2 separate regions of the Drosophila melanogaster genome follow, and region 2 is linked to region 1. The links are chromatin contacts, called in public Hi-C maps. All regions are on one chromosome and are shown on one strand. The core of a region is the stretch at or near the end of the contact, and the rest is flanking DNA. Distances in the headings are between cores, read along the strand shown. Region 1 holds the start of rod (rough deal). Region 2 holds the start of Mnat9 (microtubule-associated Nat9).

What was found. A called contact is a pair of places that touch in the nucleus more often than the background predicts.
Region 2: a contact with region 1 is called in a Hi-C map of the Kc167 cell line, with 3 times the contacts expected there. The contact joins the promoter of Mnat9 here to the promoter of rod in region 1. A contact is called at or near these places in 29 of 107 Hi-C or Micro-C datasets (the Clone 8 cell line, the D17-c3 cell line, the Kc167 cell line and 6 more) and 5 of 6 datasets of contacts at active chromatin or transcription factors (the Kc167 cell line and the S2 cell line).

Annotation. Positions count from the first base shown.
Region 1 is chr3R:31,576,665-31,584,589 of dm6, forward strand. rod (rough deal) reads left to right here and starts at 4,287. Exons shown (of 14, transcript NM_057357.3): 1 at 4,287-4,454; 2 at 4,517-4,854; 3 at 4,944-5,291; 4 at 5,352-5,551; 5 at 5,616-5,824; 6 at 5,880-6,580; 7 at 6,641-7,908. The coding sequence starts at 4,359. pygo (pygopus) reads right to left here and starts at 4,035. Exons shown (of 3, transcript NM_143615.4): 1 at 3,289-4,035; 2 at 640-3,221; 3 at 1-348. The coding sequence starts at 2,966. The coding sequence ends at 228.
Region 2 is chr3R:31,610,860-31,618,784 of dm6, forward strand. It overlaps Mnat9 (microtubule-associated Nat9), which reads right to left and starts at 5,301. Exons shown (of 2, transcript NM_001276219.1): 1 at 5,213-5,301; 2 at 4,425-5,145. The coding sequence starts at 5,144. The coding sequence ends at 4,542. It overlaps Med (Medea), which reads left to right and starts at 187. Exons shown (of 9, transcript NM_170560.2): 1 at 187-885; 2 at 1,120-1,388; 3 at 1,475-1,829; 4 at 2,028-2,249; 5 at 2,401-3,015; 6 at 3,076-3,358; 7 at 3,420-3,588; 8 at 3,645-3,771; 9 at 3,831-4,516. The coding sequence starts at 822. The coding sequence ends at 4,042. It overlaps CG1792, which reads left to right and starts at 5,444. Exons shown (of 4, transcript NM_143621.3): 1 at 5,444-5,662; 2 at 5,716-6,413; 3 at 6,490-6,600; 4 at 6,663-6,978. The coding sequence starts at 5,543. The coding sequence ends at 6,852. CycG (Cyclin G) reads right to left here and starts at 119. Exons shown (of 6, transcript NM_001276217.2): 1 at 22-119. It also overlaps pasha.

The sequences.
Region 1 (7,925 bases), core at 3,037-5,536:
TCGCATTCTGGCTACGGGGCTTAGCTGCCGGGATGGGGACTGGTGGGTCTCTGGATCGGTCGCGGTCTTGACTATTGAGCAGCTTAAGTCTTACAATTAAGATAGAGTTAATGCTTGGATATTTTATACAGTGAGTGGTTGGGTAGCTGGTGCTGTTGCTTTTGCTTTGCTCTCGCTTTCGCTGGTGGTTGATCGATGTGTTTTGCTGATTTCAAATCCGATCCGCTTCAACACTTGAACTTGACCATGGGAATATGCTTGGAAGACACGCACTTGTCGCAGCACCACTCGGCAAACACCTCCTTGTTGAGCATTTGGAAGGCCGCCTCTGTCAGGCCAACACAGGTTCTGCAAAAATGATAGTGGAGTTAGTCGACGACGAACATGAATAAACGAAAACACCTGACTGATTTTATGTATTAATTGAAGGGTAATCCCCTGTTAACTTTGAACTAGAAGTGATAAGACTAATTGCTCATGAGATTCCAATAAACTTTCCTAAACATTTTGTTCCGAAAAGATAATTATCAGGATATAAGCAGTTTAAAATATGATGATATGGACTAAATATTGTTCCTAGATATTTATATAATATTTTCTATTTGACCTTTTTAATCTATTGTAAACTGGTCGACCTACCTGTGAAAGAAAAAGTTACAACCGGATTCACAGAACACGGCTTCGTCGTTGTCGTTCACCTCCTTGTGGCACATGCCACAAGGATATATGGGCGGCGCATTCGGGTTCTGCGGATTAAAGACCATTGGCTGTCCCGGCGGGTACATCTTCCCGCCGCCCATTGTCATCGGCTTGGGACCTACGCCCATAGGGCCGCCCATCGGGCCACCTCCCATGGGCCCCATGTTGCCCATCGGTCCACCGGGACCCATGGGACCTCCTCCACCACCGCCGAACATATTTGGACCTGGGCCGCCCATCGGATTGTGGTGGTGATGCGGATGTCCGTGGTGCGGGGACATGTGCGGATGCGGGGGTCCGTTCATGCCGCCGGGTCCGGGTCCTGGACCTGGTACTCCACCCATGTGGCCGTGGCCCATGTGCGGACCCGCGTTCCCGTGCGGACCGCCCATCATGTGCGGATTAGGTCCTCCGCCCATATGAGGAGGCATTCCAGCAGGACCGCCGTGCATTCCGGGTCCACCCATCATGTGCGGCGGTGGTCCGCCAGGATGATGGTGCGGATGATGCGGGTGGTTCATCATATTCGGATGCGGGGGACCAAGATGGGAGGGTTGCTGCGGTGGCAGCATTTGGTTCATGCCCATTCCGGGCATTGGTCCGGGCCCGTGGCCAGGTGGGCCGCCGCCCATGTGCTGCTGGTGCTGCATAGGAACTGCGTTCGGGATCATCTGGCCCATCATGGGTCCGTTGTTGTTATTGCTGTTGTTGTTATTGGGGCCATTGGGTCCGGCTGGTGACTGCAGCGGGCTGGGTCCCGAGTTGGGCATGCCCGGACTCGGGCCGGCGCTGTTTAGCGAGTGATGCGGTGACATGGCGGGCGGCGCTGGCGAGGATGTAGGCACTGACGTGGACATGGACGTGGCCGTCGATGTGGGCGTGAGCGTGGGCGTGGCGGGCGAGGGAACCGATGAGGAGGCTACCGATGATACCGAAGGTCCATTCGACTGCATCGACGTCGGCACTCCCAGGCGTCCGGCTGCTGGCGAGAGGTGAGGATTTTGATTGTTGTTGCTGGCGTTACTTGTATTGCTTCCGTTGTTGTTGCTGTTGCCGCCGCCGGGATTCCCGCCGAGCATGTTGTTCCCAGAACCACCCGGGTTATTGCCGTGCGCGGGGGAGATGCCACCGGGACCTACTAGGCCGCCAGGCCCAGGACCTGGTCCTGGGATTGGTCCTCCAGGCATGTGACTGCCATGACCCGTTGGTCCGTTTCCGAGCGGACTGTGCAGAGGAGGAGGACCCATCTGCCCGTTGTTCATCGGTGGCTGCGGAGGTTGTTGTTGTTGCTGCTGTGGTCCGCCGGTATTGCCGGGATTCCCAGGGCCCGGTCCCGAGGGAGGGCCCAACGGGCTGCCAATTGGATTGCCCATTGGCGAACCCATAGGCAGTGAGTTCATTGGCGAGTTCTGCCCCGGACCGCCCATCGGTGAACCCTGCATGGCTCGCGGATTGGGTCCGTTGGGACCGCCTCCCATGGGCGACAGACCACCCATGCCCATGTGATGGGGTGATATGCTGGGGCCTCCCATTCCGCCCATTGGGCTCATGCCGCCCATGCCAGCTATTCCACCCATGGGACTACCCATTGGGACGGGTCCTCCAGGACCACCAGGTCCCCCTGGCCTTCCGTGATTCATATGCGGCGGTAGTCCGACGCCTGGTCCCGGTCCCATTTGATGGGGGTGCATGGGGCTCATTCCTCGCATTGGAGGTGGACCACCCATGTGCGGATGTGGGCCATGTGGGTGACCCATAGGTCCGCCTGGATGATGCGGGTGCATATGGGGATGCATGTGAGGCGGGGGAGGAGGTCCACCGCCCATGCCCATGCGGTCTTCCCAGTGCGGGTGCCCACCCGGTCCACCGCCGCCAAAGTGACCACCTCCTGGTCCGCCGCCCATCTGATTCATGGCCGCCATCGCCGCGGCCGCTGAGCTGGACATCGCCGACACCTGGGGACTGTCGTCGAATGGATTCGAGGCAATAATGGTGTCTCCGAAGCCTCCCATTGGCGGAGGGGGCAGCAAATCCTGCGGTGTGGGTGGCGCCTGCTGCTGCTGCATGGAATTCGCAGCAGCTGCTGCAGCCGCCGCCGCAGCCACCGCTGCAGCGGAGTTGGCGGCACTTGAGGTTTTTCGCCGCTTCTTCGGATTGCTCGGCGCCGAGATGATGTCCGTGGGAGGCGGCGGCTTAAAATCGGGCGGACAGAGTCCGCCCGCTGGACCCGGCAATCGATATGGCGCCATACCAAGATTGTGGGTCATATTCGAGGTGTTCTTCTTCCGAATGGTGGCAGCTTTTCTTCAACGGCGTGGGGCAAGAAATTCGGTTGTAGCGGCGTCGCCAATCCCGCGCAGGAGATCTCGACGCTGGTAAAGGAGTGGGTTTGGTTCTGATGTCCCTAGGGAGGTGGGCACAAATCCACTGGATCCTTCGGTGACCAACTACAATGGGTTATGCTTGGTGGGCTTGGGCTTTCTGCCGGTTATCCGGCCTGCGACCGCCTGGAGTTTGAGTTCCTGGGAGTGTGAAGGGTGCCAAATGAGTATCTGGCATCCTGTGGGTCAGTCCTCCTCAACTACTCACCAAGACATCTCCTGGCCAGGACCCTTATGAAAATCGCGTTTTTAAAGCAACTGACTCCCAAAACGCAGGTAAACACTTTCGGCGCAACGAACGGCAACCCCGCTTATTTTTCGGGTTGGCAACTCTACCCTGGAAACCCAGCGTCGTGTTGTCTCGTTTCAAAGCGCCAAGCACCTGCCGCTTCTCAGTTTCTTACTGATCCTTGATCACTTCAGGTCAGGAGTTCGTTTTTTTAGCACTCTGCACTGCGGTTTGCCACTAATTCCCCTTCATAAACCCTTCAAAGGGCGCTTTCTGGCAGCGCTCTTCTTCTTGCCAGCGATTTTATGTCCTCCGCTGCGCTTCCCGTTCCGTTTTAATTGCAGTGCAGCGCTTAACTGTTGTTTATTTACGGGTTCTTTTTGCGTTTGTCTTTAATCGGAAAACAAAACAACCGGCGGTTATTTCCCAAGGAAATTGTGTTAGGGTTTACGCGATTTGTGAAGCCTGCGTTTTCGGTTGGCTTTTTGTTGATTTGATGGCCACTGCAGCATCCACTTTTAATTAGCGCCGTTTATAGGAGCGGCACACGCACGGATTACCGTTACGCGGATTCGGCGGTCCGGCGGACTGACCACTGAACCGTTATATAGCAGCAGCACATTAACCTTTGTTTATTTTGACCAATTTTTGCGTGCGAAGAAGCGAAATATAAATAATTTTCATTGCAAGTCCGCCAGTGTGACCGTTTGCGCACGTCAAGAGAAATGCCGGAATTCCGTCGGCGGCTCAGTGTGGCCAAAGCAAGCCAGCACGAAGTAGTTTGCAACTACGTTAACATTTAAAAAGTAATAGGTTTAAAGGAGAAATTACGATTTGGACATACGTCATTTAAGTAATAAATATAAATTGCGTAAACGTATTAGCCCCAAGGTCAATACGTAGTGTGTCTTCATGCCGCCAATCGTCTATCGATATGCGGGTAATGTTATCGGCAAACTCTCAGGCGACGCTTGTTTATTGGCGGTGTTTAAATAAAGAGTTTAAAATTGGCAGGTTTTGCACATTAGGCTAGAGCGGATTGAACAGCAATGTGGAGCAACTTCGAGGCGTCCTCCCTGGAGGACGAAACCATCTCCAACATATTTTCGTCGCGAGGCATCTTCCAAATAAGCAGTGAAGAGGAAGTGAGTCCTTATTGTGCAGAATCTGCAGTTGGGTTTCTACGCTCGCCTTCTTTCATTGTCAGGTAAACAAATATCCAGATGTCATGGCCTCCGTGCAGTGCGGCAAGATGGTCATTGGCATCGACAAGAGCCTTTTGCTCCTGGAGGACGAACTGGTGGCCAAGTGCAGCTTTCTGGCATTCGGGGCAGCCATTGAGGCCATTGCCATTTCTTCAAGCGGCAACCTGATTGTATGCGGCCTCAGCGATGGCGAAGTTCACGGAGTGTTCATCAAGGGCCTGCTCCTGTTCAGCGTGGCCGTCAATCTGGAGGACGTGAGCCTAACTGGCGGGACCTTCCGGAGCATCCATCAACTGGATCAGCGGTTTTACTTCACCTGTAAGAATGGAAGCATCTATAGGTAAGCCATTCACAGAGATGGGCTCTGGCATATGCGTGATAAAACTGGATCTTGACATTATTTCATTAAACGATTCAAACGCTGTGTAGCTTAAGCGACATTGATGAGACCTGCTTGGAAACGTTAGGCAATATGAGCCTGAATGAAAACGAAACTATAGCTTGCGAAAAGGCCCTGCTCGAGGACGTCACCATTCAACGTCTTTCCAAGGGCAGATCCTCGTGCAGCGTGGACTGTGCAGTGCTGCTCAAGCGGCTGCTGACCGGCAACATCAGTGCCGAGAACAATCAGGATGATCTGGAGGCGCAACCCGGTCTAGTTATCACTGGAGATCAAAGCACTATGAACTTTAGGAATGCAGCCAATGACGTGACACGAATAAATTTGCCCGCTCAGTACGGCAGCCTAAAGCAGATCTTCAACTTGGAACACTATATGTGAGTGGGTTTGCTTATTGTGGTGCTAGAATCCCTCTAACGTGTATCTGGGTTTTGCAGTATCGCACTCACCGATTCCGGCCACTTGGTGGAGATTTGTCCATACACTCGCACAGTGTACATGTGTCAAACTACCCAACAAAAAAATCTGCTCATCGAGGATCTGCTGGTTATGGAGTGCAGCGAAGATAACATTGAGCTTCTGGTGCTGACGAAATCAACGGCGGAGGGACGCTTCATTAAGATAGTGGAGTACCCAAGTATGAGTCCAGCAAACATAAAACATAAACATACAGTAAGGCTAAAAACCTTGTGTCATTGCAGCGCTCAATGTGAAGAACGAGGTAGAAGTTCCTGATCACGCATGGCTTGTGCGTCAGCCTAAGTGTGCGGTCAATCTGTATTATCTGGCTGCCAAGGAAGTCAACCAGAGCAGCATACCCTCCGTGGTGGAGATGATGCTCGTTTCCGAGACCGACCCCAGTGATCGTTTTAAGAAGCTGATTTGCAAGGGGCGACTGGAGGAGGCTGAGGTATTGAGTATAATTGATCTCTTAGTCATTCATTATCCATTAACATTTGCAACAGGAATTTGGCAAGCAGTTTGAGCTGTGCCTCCAGCCCATCTATGAAGCCAAAGCGAAACGCATTTTGGTCGAGCTTTGCAACTCGAATTCACAAAACGTGGACACTAAATTCCAAGACTTGCTGCAACTGCTGTCTCAGGTGGAAAGTAAGGCATTCATAAAGAGCCATCGCATGATCAACTTGAACTCGAGGCACATCCTTGAGCGGTATCTTCACGAGGTCAAGAAGCGGTTGACTTTTGAGGACGACGAGGAGGATATGTTGGAAATCGACGAGCAACTGCACCGACTTAAAACTCTGGCCATAATAGATCCCTACGAATGCAACACGGATTGGCAGAAGTTTATTTACGATAACAACTTGGTCAGGATGGTCAAGTCGCTATTCAACACAGATATGCCCACGGCTTGTCTCATTTGGCGGCGGCATTCGAGCAGCATTCTGCCGCTGCTAAACGAAGATGAGTTGCGCACGCTTTTAGGGTTCATTCCGAGCAACACCAAGCCCTTCAACGTTGTCCAGTGGTTGCGTCAGTTCATTCCGATGGTCAGCAACACCCATCCTAGCATAATGCCCTTTATCACTGACTGGAGTATTGAGATGACGCGGAATCTGCAGTATAGTCCGCATTGGCCGGATATCGGCCTGGAGTTCTGCACAAAGATACTGGACATTTTTGAGGAAATCCAGTTTACTTACTCGTAGGCAAATCCTTTTTTCGCCCTAAAATATGATAGATTTAACTTGTATATCCGTTTCAGCGATGTGCGGCGTCAGCAAGAGCGCAACGTTGGAAAACTGCGGGATCTTGTCAACGCACTGCAGGATCTTTCTGTGCTTAAGACCAACTATAACATGGGCTTTACACTGGACAACTACATGCAGGATTCCATCGACGCCACTGCGTTGAGCATTTTGCAACACGTTCAACTAGATAAGCTTCAGCGTCTGGTGAAGAACTTCATGTACCCGATCTTCCAGGAGAAGGGACGGCAGCCACTGGACGTGATTAAACAGTACATATCACAGTTAGTAGCCAGTCGGCTATCTTCTAGTTCATGGCTGGATCGGGCGATGGCTTGCATTGAGCTGCTTCACAACGAAGACAGCCGTTTGGAGTGCGCCTTGTCTGTGCTGCAAAACGCACCTGTGCCCTGGCCTGATACACTAGCTCCTCTAATCCGGCTGCGTGCCTCCACTCATCCATTGGCCGTGAAGATCAATGCCGAGTATGAGATTCAGGTGATTAAGATCATGAAGGTCAAGTACGGCTGGCCGGCCGACAGCTCCGATATCAACCTGGAGCTTTTCATGATGCGCATTGTGAAGTTGAACCTTCCGGACATGCTGGACGACATCAGCGCCCTCACCAAGGCGGCGCCGGAGTTATCAACTAGTGCCAACTTTAACTGCTGCTATCAAATGGCACGGAGAGGACAAGTTGAGATGGCTTATGAATTCTTCAAAAAGCTGAATGGTGAGAAAAATTCGAAGAGCGCGAAGGAAGTGGTGGAGATCATGGCTAACATCTTGGAGAACAGCTCCTCTGCTTCGTTTGAAAGTGATATTAAAGTGCAGGAGCACCTGAACGTCCTTGAGCTTTTTAAGTTGTTCTTGCCGCATGTTGAGTCCGTTTATGAGCGCCGCTACCTAGTGATCAAGCATCGTTTCCGCCTAAGGAAATTCGGCATCCTTTTGAGCTGCAGCAGCGAGCTGATACCGCTGCACAGACGTCATTGCCTTCTGGATGAGGCCATTGAAAGGATAATTGAGCGGGCCCAGGCCACGCTGAATGTGTCCGCATTCATAGCCAGCGAAATAAGCGAACTGTGTACCGCTCTCGGTCTTCCGAAAGTATTTGGTTTGCACCGCATTTGCCAACGCATTGGATGCCTGCCCCTCAGCTGCGCCCTCGCTTATCATGTTGTAAGCTTCGTCGACTGTGTGCCCGCCAATGCAGGCGAGTTCGTCAATCTTGCACTTGAGCTGCTGGTTCAGCAAATTGAAAGCGCCAAGGGAAAGAATCAGGGTAAGTCGTATACAGCT
Region 2 (7,925 bases), core at 4,051-6,550, 35 kb after region 1:
AACAAATCTCATGGCACTTACCCGGATGCCTCTGCGTTTTGATCAGTATCTGCTTTTCTTGCTTCTTATTTCCAAAAAATATAAACTTATTCTCAAATCAAATCTTCGAGAACTGACCAAACTAGGTGTTTGTAAAAATCCAAGGTAGGTATTTCGCGCTTTGCCCATCTGGCAACGCCCGCCCATGTTGTATCGCGAAACGGTCACTCTGCACAGCCGCAACAAAATAAAAAAGGAAAAAAAGGCAAATTGGCTGGAAAACTGGATTTCGTCGGGCGGAAAATTGTACTTTCGAGTTTCCCAAGCAGCCAATTAAGTGCAAACTATGAAATTCCACGAAAAACAGTAAAAGCCAGTCTCTACCAAGGATTTGAGCAGGAAACTTCTCGCTGGGCGTGTGTGTGTGCAGTGCGTGTGCCAGTGTGCGTAAAGAAGGAGGTGGAGAAGACGAAGGAGAGGAGAGTTTTCGCAGGGAAATTACGCCAACTTTGTGGGAGTTCAAGTCGAGTTAGTTCAGCGCGCGCGTGTGTGTGTGTATGCGTGTGTGCAACACCCCCCAAGCCCACTCACACAAAGCCATCCAGCCGCCGTTTGTTTTGTGCTCACATTCGCGTGCCGCCTTTGTTTGGCTTTTCTTTGGCCAGTGATTCTACGCCTTGTTTTTGCCCGCCGCCGGCTTCGATTACGCCTGCTCCAGCCACCGTACGATCCCCACTCCGCTCTCCGCCGCTCACGATCCCCATTCCGGATCCGGATCCAGCAACAACGCCGCCGTGGATGCCCATGCTCGCACTCTGGGCTCGCTCGCCCAGGACTTTGGCATGGGCGGCGGCTCGGGGGCGTGTCCGCCCGCCCACATGTACGGCGCCGTAGCCCCGCAGGACAGTAAGTGAAGTTCTCTAGAGGAGCAGCAGTCATAGTGAACTCCTTTTCGAGTTGTTATTCTAAAATCGATTTGTGGCCAAGTATTGTGGACAATCCTAAATCTTACCGTAGCATTATTATTTACTGTTGATAAACTTGAAACTCTTTGAAATTTAAAATGAAATTGGATTGAGCTGTACAGTATCCGTTGATCTACTAAAAAAACTCAGAGCTAATTACCCCCACCATCTGCAGTAATTGTCCGGGACATGGTGCAAATGCCGCCGCCGCCCTCGAACGCCCCCACATCGGCGGACGCCTGTCTGAGCATCGTCCACTCGCTGATGTGCCATCGGCAGGGCGGCGAAAGCGAGGGATTTGCCAAGCGAGCCATCGAGTCGCTGGTCAAAAAGCTCAAGGAGAAGCGCGACGAACTGGACTCCTTGATCACGGCCATCACCACGAACGGAGCCCATCCCAGCAAGTGCGTGACCATACAGCGCACCCTCGATGGTCGCTTGCAGGTAGGTTGAGTCTCTCAGACTTTCTGCATCGAATTTGATAATGTGTATAAGCAATGAACTTACCACTTTACCATTCTCTATCGAAGGTTGCTGGACGCAAGGGTTTTCCGCACGTCATATACGCCCGGATTTGGCGCTGGCCTGACCTGCACAAGAACGAGCTGAAGCACGTCAAGTACTGCGCCTTCGCCTTCGATCTCAAGTGCGACTCGGTGTGCGTGAATCCCTACCACTACGAGCGCGTCGTCTCTCCGGGCATCGATCTGTCCGGCCTGAGTCTGCAGTCGGGCCCCAGTCGCCTGGTGAAGGACGAATACTCAGCGGGTCCGCTGGTGGGCAGCATGGACATCGATGGCAACGACATCGGCACCATACAGCACCATCCCACGCAAATGGTGGGGCCCGGCGGCTACGGATATCCACAGGGTCCCTCTGAATATGGTAAGACTACAGTATTGACATTAATTCGATATAGTTTGAGTTTTCGATACTGGATTTCTTGATAATTTTTCTATATTATTTATAATTTTAAACTGAATTGTTCATTTTACTTAATTGTTTACATTCGTTTATTTCTTTGGTTTTAATAATTTATTTATATTTGTTTCCTTTTGGCGATTTTATGTTGACTTTGCGTAGTTGGCGATGCCAATCCCATGAGTGCAATGTTTCCCACCGGGCGCACAATACCAAAAATCGAGCCCCAGGATGGAGTTGCTGGGTCGCGTGGCTCTTGGATGGTACCGCCTCCCCCCCGGCTGGGTCAGCCCCCGCAGCAACAACAGCAGCAGCCGCAGCAGCAAACCCCGCAACCTACACAGCAGCAGCAGGCACAATCGCAGGCAGCTGCTCACTCACTCCGTAAGGATATGGCCTTGATTATAGTTGAAGCTTCGAAAATCGAATTTTAATTACAATTTTTCTCATATGTTGGATTTTAAACTATTATAATATTTGTCTTATTAACAATTAGTTGAATACACATTAATCTTTTCCCAAAATCAACTTTCAGCTGTGCCTCACGGTATGCCGGGCATGCCTGGTCCAATGAATCCCGGTCCCGTGATGGCACCCCCACCCCCGCCGCAGCAGGCTCAGAATCCCCAGGGCAATGGGGTGCACCATACCCAGGCCAATTCGCCCACAGATCCCGCCTCCGCACTGGCCATGCAACAACAGCAGCAGCAGCAGCAGCAGCAACAACAACAGCAGCAGCAGCAACAGCAGCAATCAGGCGGTGTGCCCAATGGATCAGTTAATGCCGGCGGTGGAGCAGCAGCTGGAGGGCAGTACTATGGACAGCCACCTCCTGTTAGTCAGATGCAAGGTGCCGGTGGGGGTGGCACCTCGGTGGCCCCGTCCGTCCACGCCCAGCAAAACGGCTACGTGTCGCAGCCAGGATCCGCGGGCAGTGCTCCCGTTGGAGGTGGTGGCGTCTTTGGCACAGCCCAACCCACACCACAGCAGCCGCAGCAGCCACCGACCGGTGTGCAGGCCAATACTGGGTCTGCTGGGGCTCAGGCTGGCGCCGGAGGCGGTGCGGCTGGCACCTGGACAGGGCCCAACACCCTCACCTACACGCAGTCTATGCAACCACCAGATCCGCGCTCTCTACCCGGGGGCTTCTGTAAGTCTAGGCTATGTAGCCCACTGTGCGACTTTGTAATCCCTGTCCTTCATTTTCCAGGGAATTCGTCGCTTTCGGGTGACCTCGGCTCCCCGCAACAGACGCCTCCGCAGCAGCAACAACAACAGCAGCAACCACGCCTCCTGTCTCGCCAACCGCCGCCGGAATACTGGTGCTCCATCGCATACTTCGAGTTGGACACGCAAGTGGGCGAGACCTTCAAGGTGCCGTCAGCGAAACCGAACGTAATCATCGACGGCTATGTGGATCCCTCTGGAGGCAATCGATTCTGTCTGGGCGCCTTGAGCAATGTTCATCGCACTGAACAATCGGAACGGGCCAGGTGAGTACATCCCCCTGGGAGTAACTTGCAGAGCAGGGATTAATTACCAAGTTCCATGCAGGCTCCACATCGGCAAGGGCGTGCAATTGGATCTGCGTGGGGAGGGCGACGTCTGGCTGCGCTGTCTTAGTGACAATTCAGTTTTCGTACAAAGCTATTATCTGGATCGCGAGGCAGGACGCACACCTGGCGATGCTGTGCACAAGATTTATCCGGCCGCGTGCATAAAGGTTGGTGCAATCAAGAGAGTTTAATGTGATAGCTTAACATACATTTTCTCATGCAGGTGTTTGACCTGCGCCAGTGCCACCAGCAGATGCACTCGCTGGCGACCAATGCGCAGGCAGCGGCCGCTGCTCAGGCGGCAGCCGTGGCCGGAGTGGCCAATCAGCAAATGGGCGGCGGCGGAAGGAGTAAGTAGATGGAATCAGTTTGATTTAGGGAAAACTAATGTGTTGATGCGGTATTCCAGGCATGACAGCAGCGGCTGGAATTGGCGTGGACGATCTGCGCCGGTTATGCATCCTGCGCCTGAGCTTCGTCAAGGGCTGGGGACCTGACTACCCACGCCAGTCCATCAAAGAAACGCCCTGCTGGATCGAGGTGCACCTGCATCGCGCCCTGCAGCTGCTGGACGAAGTGCTGCACGCCATGCCGATCGATGGCCCGCGTGCCGCCGCCTAATCCGTATTTATTATTGGCCCACATCTATGCTAAGGACTCAGTTTTAGCGGCAGCTATCCGTCAGCTATTTGCGGATTTTGTGTTTTTCATTTGCAATTCTGATTACGATTATGTTTGCCTTTGATTATTTGATAATAATTTTTATAAAAAATTGAAACAACTTAGAAGTCTTAAGTATGCAGCTGTAAAGCACTAAGCATCTAGTTTTATGTACTATACTTAAATATACGCCCACACAACACCGGAGATACTGAACAAGCGGCCAATGTTTGTTGTCCATTTCCTGCCACGAAAATTACAAATTAAAAAAAAAAAAAACGAGAAGCATACACAGCATTACAATCATCCAAGCCACAGGGCGAAACAAAAAGAGACATCGATGCACCCATAAATACATTCATTTGATGTAAAATGCAGCATAAATAAGGCAAGCGAAACAAGTAGATGTAACATAAGTGTAATAAACAGACCGTGAAATTACGATTCTAAAGGCTTCTTTTCACTGATAGCACTGCATACGCAGATCCACCTGCTGGTCCAGCCAGTTGATCCAATCTGGAGTGATAGGTCGCTCCAGGGTGACCTCGTGGAAGATCTCCACTCGACGCGTCTCCACGAACATAAAACTCTTAAACAAATGCAGCGATGCAGCGTTGTCCATGTCGATCTTGACCTCGAATTTATCCAATTTAAGCTGGGGCTGCGATTGGGCGTACTTGAGCATGAGGAGCATGGCTTCCCTGCCGAATCCCTTGCCCCGTGCATAAGGTTCGGCAATCATGATTTCCGCCTCCGCCGTTGGTATCTGGCTATCGGGATCTTGGTGCAGGAAGAGATTGGTGTCGCCCACCATGGCGGCAATCTCATCCTGATCACGCGAATAAGTCTCTGCATCCAGGACAATGAAGGTCAGCTTGTCGCTGTCCTCCCTCCAACTCCTTTGCATCTCGTGCTCCTCTTCTAAGGTCAGTTCCTCGGATGCGGTCAACTCCCTCAGGGTCTCGTTGCTCATCCACTCGTGGTACTTGGGCACGTGGCGCGCTTCGTAGGGCACAAGGATGACCCTGTGACCCAGTATTTTGGTGTTCTCGTTTAGATGCATCCTTAAATTTGGAAAAACTTAGGAATATTCTACAATCTGGAAATATTTGTTATTGTAAGCTTGTTTACATCAATCAGCTGCTCAAGCTATATAGTGGCCACCTGAATCTACACTGTAAGGAATTCTCTTTGCGTAAGCACTGCAAATAAGGTAATATTTTTGAAATGAACTCTTAAATCGAATGGAGAAAAGCGAGTAATCAAATAAAGTAATATCAAATAATCAATCGAATTAAAAATTAAGATCTGTTCAGGAATCCCCCTTACGATGTTGTGGCAGCGGTGCCACATCTTCTTAGCTATAACAGTCTGGCATTGCCAAAGGAGCAACAATATGAAAAGCAGAGCAATTTTCTGATTAATTTTTTCTTAAGTGTTACTAAATAAATAAGTTTAAAAATGCCGAATCGTAATTGCCGGACTTGCGGCCTGTTCATTTTCTGTTCGACGCCCAGTAACCTCTTCGAGGAGCCCAATTCCGTAATGCTGCACCAGATCGAGGTTCTTACTGGTTTGTTTGTGAGTACCTTTCTATTTTTGTGTTTTCAAACTTAAGTCTGGATTATCCGTAGTTGCTCGGCGGACCCGGGAACGAGCTGCCCCCCTTTATTTGCTCACCCTGCGAATTGGACCTGCAGACGGCGATTGCTTTCCGGGAACGTGTGATTCGAACCCAAAAAACGCTGCAGGAAAGTCCCAACCTGGGGAACGCGGAATTGATCGAATCCTTCGCAGTTGGTGTGGAGAAGGAGATTCAGTACGCTGAAGAGGTCACCGAGATCGAGGTTATAGACCTTCTACCCGAGGAACACCTGCTGGAAGAGACGGAAGAGCCGTACGAAATATGTGAGCAGAACGAGCAGCCCCAAGTGAAGGTTCCTGCGCAGGAGAAGAAGCTCCGCAGAAGTACAAAGACCACGCCCACAGTCTTTACCTCCGTTAAGTTTGCGGACAATAGCCAGGCCACGCGCACCCAGTGGAGCAGACTCACCGAGGACGAAGTGGTGGCCCTAAAGCGGGAGCGACGCAAGCGGGATTGCATATGCGAGCAGTGTGGCCGGCACTTCACCTGCCCCAGCAACTTCAAGTTGCACCTCCTCCGACACACCGGCGTAAAGAGCTTTGCCTGTGACCAGTGCTCCCAGCAGTTCTACACTGCTACGCTTCTGCGGCGCCACCAAGAACTGCATGCGGGGAATGCTTTGTTTCAGTGTCGCTACTGCGAGGCAACCTACAGCAACGCCAGCGGACGCATCCAGCACGAACGCATGTACGACAGAACTCGTTCCCATTCATGAAACGTCTAATGCTTTTCACATATTTCTGACCACTTTCCATTTCATCAGGCGCCACACGAATGTCAAGCCCTTCACGTGCAAGGAATGCAATAAAAGCTTTGCCATGAGCGGAAAACTCCGCACGCACATGCTGAGTCACACCGGAGTGCGAGCGTTCCAGTAAGATCTTAGTTACCTGAAGTTTTATTGAGGATCCTTGACTCTGTTTATCTGTTTTTCAGCTGCGACTCCTGCCAAGTCTCCTTCGTTCGCCGCTCCCACCTGACCTCCCACTATCGCTCAAAAGGTCACGCCCACACTTCAAGCGCCCAGGCGGCACTGGACAATCCTGTGGAACTGGACGTGAAGGCCAGTAACGGCATGCAGACAGGGGCTAAGGATGAGGCTTTACTAGGAAAAAGTGGATCTTAGGATAAACTGTACTAAAAATCAATGGATCCCCGATCTGATATTCGGATTAATACTCAATGCACTTAATATTAATCGAAAATGGAATATGTTCAAATATGGCTGTGTTGAATAAAAACTGATTTTTTCAAAATGGCCAATAGAGATTACCTTACTTAGGCTGCGCACTAATTTTTAGTTACATTATTTTTATGTTTTAAAATATAATAAAATCTAAATTCGAACATTGTTTACCGGCTTGGGGAGTAGCCAGCATTTTAAAATGTCATGAGCCTGGTCACACTGTCTTGCACTAAATAAATTAGGGGGCGTCTTTAAATTGCAAAATTTCTTGCAAAATCAGTAGAAAAGTGCTTGGAGCTGCTGTTACAATAGATCCTAAGACCAAACGTTCTTCTCCGGAGGATAATACCTGGAACCATCACTAACCCCAATTCAAAAGTGTCAATCTGTTTCCGCAAAACTGCATGTGGTGTTTGTTTCGCTTGTTTGGTTATTTTTCCCAACTAACATCCTCTCTCTAAAATCTCGATTTCGTACTTGAATTGCGCAGCTTTTGCTTTGGGATTTTGTCCGACAATTAGGCAGAATCCATAGCGAAAGACGCAGCAAGTAGCATCGTTTACAATCCGCGAAAGTGCAGTCGCAGAATTTTCCGGCGGGGCTTCTGGCTTAACCAATGTGGCACTTCCAATGAGAAATCAATTGCAAGGCGTTGGATGCTCTCAGTATTGGTTATTGGCGAGATTGGCCCCGGGACAGCATTACTAGACAGTTCCGATCAGTCCGCACTAAACCCCTCCCGCTTTAGACACACACATCCAATACAATGGCGGAGAAGCCGCTGGCCGACTGCCCGGACTCTGGGCAGGTCCGCAAGCGTCCCCGGCTGGAGGACGAGGAGCAGGAGCTCAAGGTGGCCGGCTTTTCGCTGAGCGCCATCGAGGAAATGCGGCGGACCAGGGACAACGAGCTGCAGAACGAACCCATGGACCAGCAACTGCGACAGTTCCAGGTTCTCGACGAAGTCGGCTCTGGCAGCGATGAGGATGATGAGTCAGGTGAGTCGGAAACGA